2 separate regions of the Mus musculus genome follow, and region 1 is linked to region 2. A link is a contact called in public Hi-C data. All regions are on one chromosome and are shown on one strand. Each heading gives the region's core, a stretch centred on a gene start, on an enhancer-like site or on the middle of the called end of the contact. The rest is flanking DNA. Distances are from core to core; before and after follow the strand shown.

Region 1 (3,000 bases), core at 78-2,577, 300 kb after region 2:
AGGCAAAACAACGGGCATCCCATTGTCTCAAGCAGGATGGAAGATGAGGCCTGAGGTCTGACATCTTCACATGTTGGAATGTGTGCACACACCACCATCACCAATAACAACAAACAAACAATACAAAACCCAGCAAATAAAAGCCAGAATAGGAACACATGCTGCCTCAGACATGGCCAGGCAGTGTTTGTTTCGGTCCTCTGCGTGGGTGGATATGTGATGCAGGGTCTAGAGCATTCACCATTCACGGTAACCATCAGGGACACTCACATGTACAACTTGAACTCTTTCACAGTGGGCAGTCTCAGCCAAGCTCAGGCTGCAATACCCATAGGTCATAGTGTTTCTAAGTCTTCAAAGAAAAGCATGCTTAATGCAAAGGCAACTTGGTTTTGACAGGTTGTAAAACTGCAGCTGAAAGCCTGTGGGACTGACTTAGCTGCCATGAAGGAAGCCCAATGAATGAAGCTGAGGTCACCAATAACACCCAAAAAGAAAGTGGAAACTCCCCAGTGGCGGCTGTCCTTTGCTGTCCTTTGAAGTATGCATTAAGCTTGGCCACTGGGGGTGGGGGTGGGCAGCTAACAGTTATTTCAGAGCAGGGCTTAGGGATAAGGAAGAAACTAGACAAAGGACGTGGCCTAGCTAAAATACAGTCATATGCTGTGCTAAAGTATCCCAGTTTAAAATGTGAAAAATACACAAATAGTCAACGTTTTAATAGTAAACTATTTTGGCCAATGTATAAACCTTATTCTTTTTGTAATGAGCACAACTCCAAAATTTTGGCTAGGGTCAGCTCACGTCCAGCCTTTGCTGCTAGCCAGCCACAGGGCACTCCCTAGTTACTCTACACCACCAGAAACTGTTTTTAAACTTTCAAAAGACTTTATGTTATTGTTAACCATTTAAGTTCCAGGGGTTAAAATTCAGCCAATGCAGCTGCAGAGTCTATGATAAAAACCAGTTACCACAGCAGTTTTCCAAAGGGACCCTCTAGAGACTTGTGCTGGCCTCAGCTCTCTGGACAGCTGGAAACTCTTCCATCAGTAAACCGTGAGAAAGTGCTTTTCGGTTCAAGACTCCCAATATGATGCCATACCATAAATTTCTAGAGGATAAAGTTATGCTTTCAGGGGTTGTGTGGGAGAAAACTGCAACAGGGAGGAGGTACGATCCATTCAGTTATCTACTCAAGATGCTCAGACAAAAGAAACGTAAAGTTCGAGACTCCCTTTCATTCTGGCCTCCCTTCTGTGGTGAGCAGCACTCGTGGGGACTGCGTGCCAGGAATGGAACCAGACACCAACTCCCAAAGCCAAGCCTCCCAAAGACTGGGAAAACATTTCTCGCCTTTCTCAGGCTGTTCAGTTTCAGAATTCCCTTTCAACAGCAATAACCAAGGTTTGCATTCCTAAATGATTTACTGTGCTCCAACTCCAGCATAGTTAAAGCGCTGGACTAGGTTAAATCACACCACAGTTACAAGTCCTGTCTGCTTACTTCCCAGGCCTTGCGGGTCTACGCGTGATTGCCAAGTTCCATTTGTGACCCCTGCCTGCCTCATTCTGTTCTCCCAGGGCTGTCTCCCTTCTCATACAGAATCCAGACAAATCTTAGGCCACTGCTGTATTTCCCTGATCCCCACCCTCCAACACTGAAATTACTGCCATTCTAGACTGCCTGCTATAGGCCATTAAACAGTGAAAGATCCATTCACTTGACAGTGACACTCCTAGAAAATGAGACAGTCTCCTTACGACCACTCACCTTCTATTAAATGAAATCAGTAAGCACTCAGTAGAAACGGCACCCTGGAACAGGAACTTGGGGGTCTCTTCCAGGGCTAGCCACTCACAGTTCAACCCTCTCTTGATGCTGGGTAGTGGTCTCTCCACAGTGAGCTATCAAACTTGATCCTCAGAGAAAATAACTGTCACTCATCCAAAGCAGCTACACCACTTTCAAAATAGTCCATGGACTTGGAAGGCTCTACTATACAAAGCAGCTGTGCTGGACGGCTTTGCCTAGCAACAGGCTAATGGATGGGTTCCTAGCACTTAAAGCAGCCTAAGTCAAGCCAATCATTAGGGGCATTTGATGCATTTCTGATGTACTCTATGTTCACCATACATACATACATACATACATACATACATACATGCATACATGCATACATACATATTCAGATGTACTCTATGTCAGGATGAATCCCGCAATGAATCAAGCAGCACCTGTATTGATTTCTAAGGAAAGGGTTTTTTACTAAATGTGAATACAGAGAATCCCAGTTCTTGTGATGGAAGGATGGGGAGGAGAGAAACGGACACAGTCAATAGAGTTGTAACTTGTTTAAAAGAAATCTTTGTTGTTTTAAAAACAATCTTGAAACAAAAATATATAGTATAGGCAAAAGTAAAATTTCCATTTAATGAAAGAAAGGTCATCTTCCTACATATCCCAGGAGTTTCTATGTAGCTTCTTTAATTTGTACATAGCTTTTTAATTTCGGTTATGAAAAACTTGACTGAGAGCCACATTCGTGAACATGCTTCTCTCCACCCAGCTTCAGAATGGCCACAGTCCCAGTCCTGGAGAATACGAATTCCCCTGCAGACAAAGCAAGCTCAAAAAACAAACAGACAAACAAACAAATAACAAAACAAAACCCCAGCCCACACAGATCAATTTTAGGAAGTACTGATGTCATATGATATAGTTTCTTCTTTATGTGGAATTTTTAAAAAAAGATTTTATTTATTTTTTTATGTATATGAGTACATTGTAGCTGTCTTCAGACACACCAGAAGAGGGCATCAGATTCCATTACAGATGGTTATGAGCCACCATGTGATTGCTGGGTATTGAACTCAGGACCTCAGGAAGAAGAGTCAGTGCTCTTACCCGCTGAGCCATTTCTCCAGCCCCTTTATGTGGAATATTAACAAGAGAAGACAACATAAAATGACTTACCATGCTGTGTGGCCTAACAGTGGATGA
Region 2 (3,273 bases), core at 143-2,642:
ACTTGGGATCTTGTCAAACACAGATTTCTCACAGGTTCCCAAGTAGGCTGGGGATTACAGACGATGCTTTAAAGTGGTCAAGGTCTCAAATATCACACATAAATCATTGTTCTCTCTCTCTCTCTCTCTTTCTCTCTCTCTCTCTCTCTCTCTCTCTCTCCATCAACTATCAATAATTATCTTTACTATGACTAGCTTATATGACCATTCAGGATGAGATCAGTAGCAACTGTGTAACTCACCCCATGACAAATAAAATCCACGATGCTGGTTGGTGGTCATAGGTAACCAGAAGGGACTCAGCACACTGAGGTGGCCCTTTCTGAAATGCATTACTTCCTTGGATACTGTGGACACTTAAGAGTGTTCCCTCCCTCTCTAGTGCCCACCAAGGTCTAGGAGACATTCCTATGAGCCAAAGTAGGAGGGAACCATACAGACCTAAACCATCTAAAGCCCAGAAAACTCCGGAATTTTCAAAAGCAATCGTGGATCTTTCCAGATTCTGTCTAATCTTACAGAAGTCCTCAACACAGATTAGAAGCAGACTGTGCTTGCATATATTCATCTCCTCTGTATATTGAACAAATACCAAATAAGTAGGCTTGAGACTACACATTAGCAAGCTGTCACGTTAGCTCCTAACTGCGTGCATGCATGCGTGCTTGTATGCTTGTGTGTATGTGTGAATGTGCATGTGTGCCTCTGTGTGTGTGTACACGTCTTAGCATGTGCACAGAATTCAGATGGACATTGGTTGTTCTGCTTTGTGAGGCTCCCCTTTATTCCCTAAGATGGTCTCTCCCTGAGACTGAAGCTCTCCATTTCAACTGAGCTGGCTGGATTCATGGCTGGCTGAGATTTCGTGGTCTCTGTCCTCCAACTCTCAATTGGAGACACTCAGATCCCCGCTTCTATGCGTGTGCTGGGAATTTGTCTGAACGCAGGTCCTTATGCATACACGGCAAGCACTCTTACCCTCTGAGACATTTCCATAGTCTTTCCATATCATTTTTTTATCCTGTCCCCAATATACTTGTTTTTGTTGCATGGAGAGGAGGGGAAGGGAAGCCCTAAGTGTTTGTTTTGCAGTCACAGATGACAGTAAGTCCTCTTGCTTTAGGGTGTAATTCTTTTTTCCTCTTTCCTTACAGCTGTGACCTAGTTAATTGTAGGTGGGAATCAAACGCCCAAATCATCAGGCTTTTGGCTTGGCTTAGGATCTTGCTGTTAAGTGGTAGGATGTCCTCCTTAATGACAGGAAGTCGGGTCCCCTGATCAGCAACATTTGTGTTCTTTGAGCTCAGAGATAAAGAACTGGGTGTATAAGGCTGTGGTTTCCTTGTGGTCAGGGACAAGAGTCAAGGGATAGATGAGTCTGTGACCCATGGATGAATCACTCCTGCCAAAACAGTTGAAATGTTCATCTCAGTGTTCTGGCCTGGAGTCCTCCAGTCCATGTGGACAAAGGAGAGAATGACTCACTCACTGTCCTTTTATGGCTTCATTGCTAATGTTGAGCATCCTATAGACCAGAATATGATATCATTAAGAAGCCACTTTAGCCGGGCGGTGGTGGCACATGCCTTTAATCTCAGCACTTGGGAGGCAGAGACAGGCAGATTTCTGAGTTCGAGGCCAGCCTGGTCTACAAAGTGAGTTCCAGGACAGCCAGGGCTACACAGAGAAACCCTGTCTCGAAAAACCCCCAAAAAAAGTGAGTGACGACTGTAAAGGCAGGAATGTAACACAAATAAGCCAGGTGTGCTGGCACATGCCTTTAGTTCCAGCACCTAGGAGAGAGGCAGGTATCTGTGAGTTTGAAGCCAGCCTGGTCCACAAAATGAGTTCCAGGACAGCCAGGGCTACACAGAGAAACCCTGTCTCGAAAAAAAGAAGAAGAAGGAAGAGGAAGAAGAAGAAGAAGAAGAAGAAGAAGAAGAAGAAGAAGAAGAAGAAGAAGAAGAAGAAGAAGAAGAAGAAGAGGAGGAGGAGGAGGAGGAGGAGGAGGAGGAGGAGGAGGAGGAGGAGGAGGAGGAGGAGGAGGAGGAGGAGGAGCCTTTAGGGCTGAGGATGTTGAGTGCTCATTTAGCATTCGTGGAGCTGCAGGCTCTGCCTATCCTTGCATGATTTAGTCATGGTGGTATATACATATAATCCAAGTTCATCTTCAGTTACATATAGATTTTGAGGTCGGCCTGGGCTACATGAGATCCTGTCTCAAATAAAAACAAACAAACAAAGGAGGAATTGTTGAATAGTTCAGTTGGTAAAGATTTGTCCTGCAAACATGAGGACCTGAGTTTGGCTCCCAGAGCCTATGTAAAATCAGCTAAGCATGGTGGTATACTCCTATAATCTTATCAATGGTTAGATGGTAGCAGCCAGATCCCTAGGGCTCATGGGCCAGCCAGCTTAGCCTACTTGCATAGCTTCAGGCCAGTAAGAGACTATCACAAAAGACAAGGTGAACAGCCCCTGGGGTATTTCCTGAAGGACAAATCTTGAGGTTTTTTTTTTTCCTCTGGCCTACACACACACTTTAATATGCACCTGCACACACATGAACATACATTCATACACACAAGTAGAAAAGAAACAAGAACTCTAGAATCCTAGCAAGAATCTATTGAGTCACATATGAGAAAGTTCAGAGTCGTTTTAGCAGTTTCCAGGCAACTCTGAGTGTCCCCATGGCTGGCAGAAAACTTCAACACCATGAGTGAGAGGAACTCATGTAACATACAGTGACCTTGAGATCTATTGGACAGTGATTCTCTTCCTCAGCTCTATAATAGAAACCCTAAGGTGCCTATAAGGAATCCCGAGTCCTTCCCCATGACAGTAACGTCAGAATCCCCAGGGATGGGTTCAAGTAGAAAGCTTCTAGGTGGTTCTGATGCACAGCTAGAGCCATCCACCAAGAGGCCATGGGAAAGGCAGATCATGCTCGGCTGACTTGAGCAGGCAACAATAGCCGACTCTACAGCTTTGAAGTCACTGCCTTAAGGTATGCTGGAAACCCTCGTGGCTTTGGATAACTCGTAGTTTCTTTCCTACATCTGGGTCAAGTCAATGGGCTTTGGTGTGCTTCCTGCTCTTCAACATGGTGCAGTCTGCTGGAGCCACAGACTCTGTCCCTTGTCTACTCTAGACCGCTCATCTCTACTCCCTGAAGCCCACCTGTGTTTAAAGTTATTTTGATGGAGCTACAGCCTGAAGCAGCCTGTAACATCTAACTCTAAAAACTGTTGTAGGCTGCTGGGATGTGCT

Evidence for each region. Hi-C and Micro-C count contacts between places; a contact is called where the count stands out from the background.
Region 1: a contact with region 2 is called in a Hi-C map of myocytes, with 1.9 times the contacts expected there. The contact joins two enhancer-like sites. A contact is called at or near these places in 5 of 484 Hi-C or Micro-C datasets (the HL-1 cell line, the N1E-115 cell line, extraembryonic endoderm stem cells and 2 more), 3 of 115 datasets of contacts at active chromatin or transcription factors (bone marrow-derived macrophages, embryonic fibroblasts and fibro-adipogenic progenitors) and 2 of 9 other capture datasets (embryonic stem cells and pancreatic islet).

Annotation. Positions count from the first base shown.
Region 1 is chr2:4,619,819-4,622,818 of GRCm38.p6, forward strand. It overlaps Prpf18 (pre-mRNA processing factor 18), which reads right to left. Exons shown (of 10, transcript NM_026045.4): 10 at 2,240-3,000. Among named protein-coding and RNA genes, the nearest start is that of Gm13179, 27 kb to the left of the region's middle. Within about 2 kb of position 1,328, at least 53 of the 459 cell types and tissues checked have an H3K27ac peak or open chromatin away from gene starts, as enhancers often do. A contact at or near this core is called in myocytes, where this site is marked.
Region 2 is chr2:4,316,954-4,320,226 of GRCm38.p6, forward strand. The region is part of intron 1 of Frmd4a (FERM domain containing 4A); the gene reads left to right. Among named protein-coding and RNA genes, the nearest start is that of Gm23691, 62 kb to the right of the region's middle. Within about 2 kb of position 1,393, at least 63 of the 459 cell types and tissues checked have an H3K27ac peak or open chromatin away from gene starts, as enhancers often do. A contact at or near this core is called in myocytes, where this site is marked.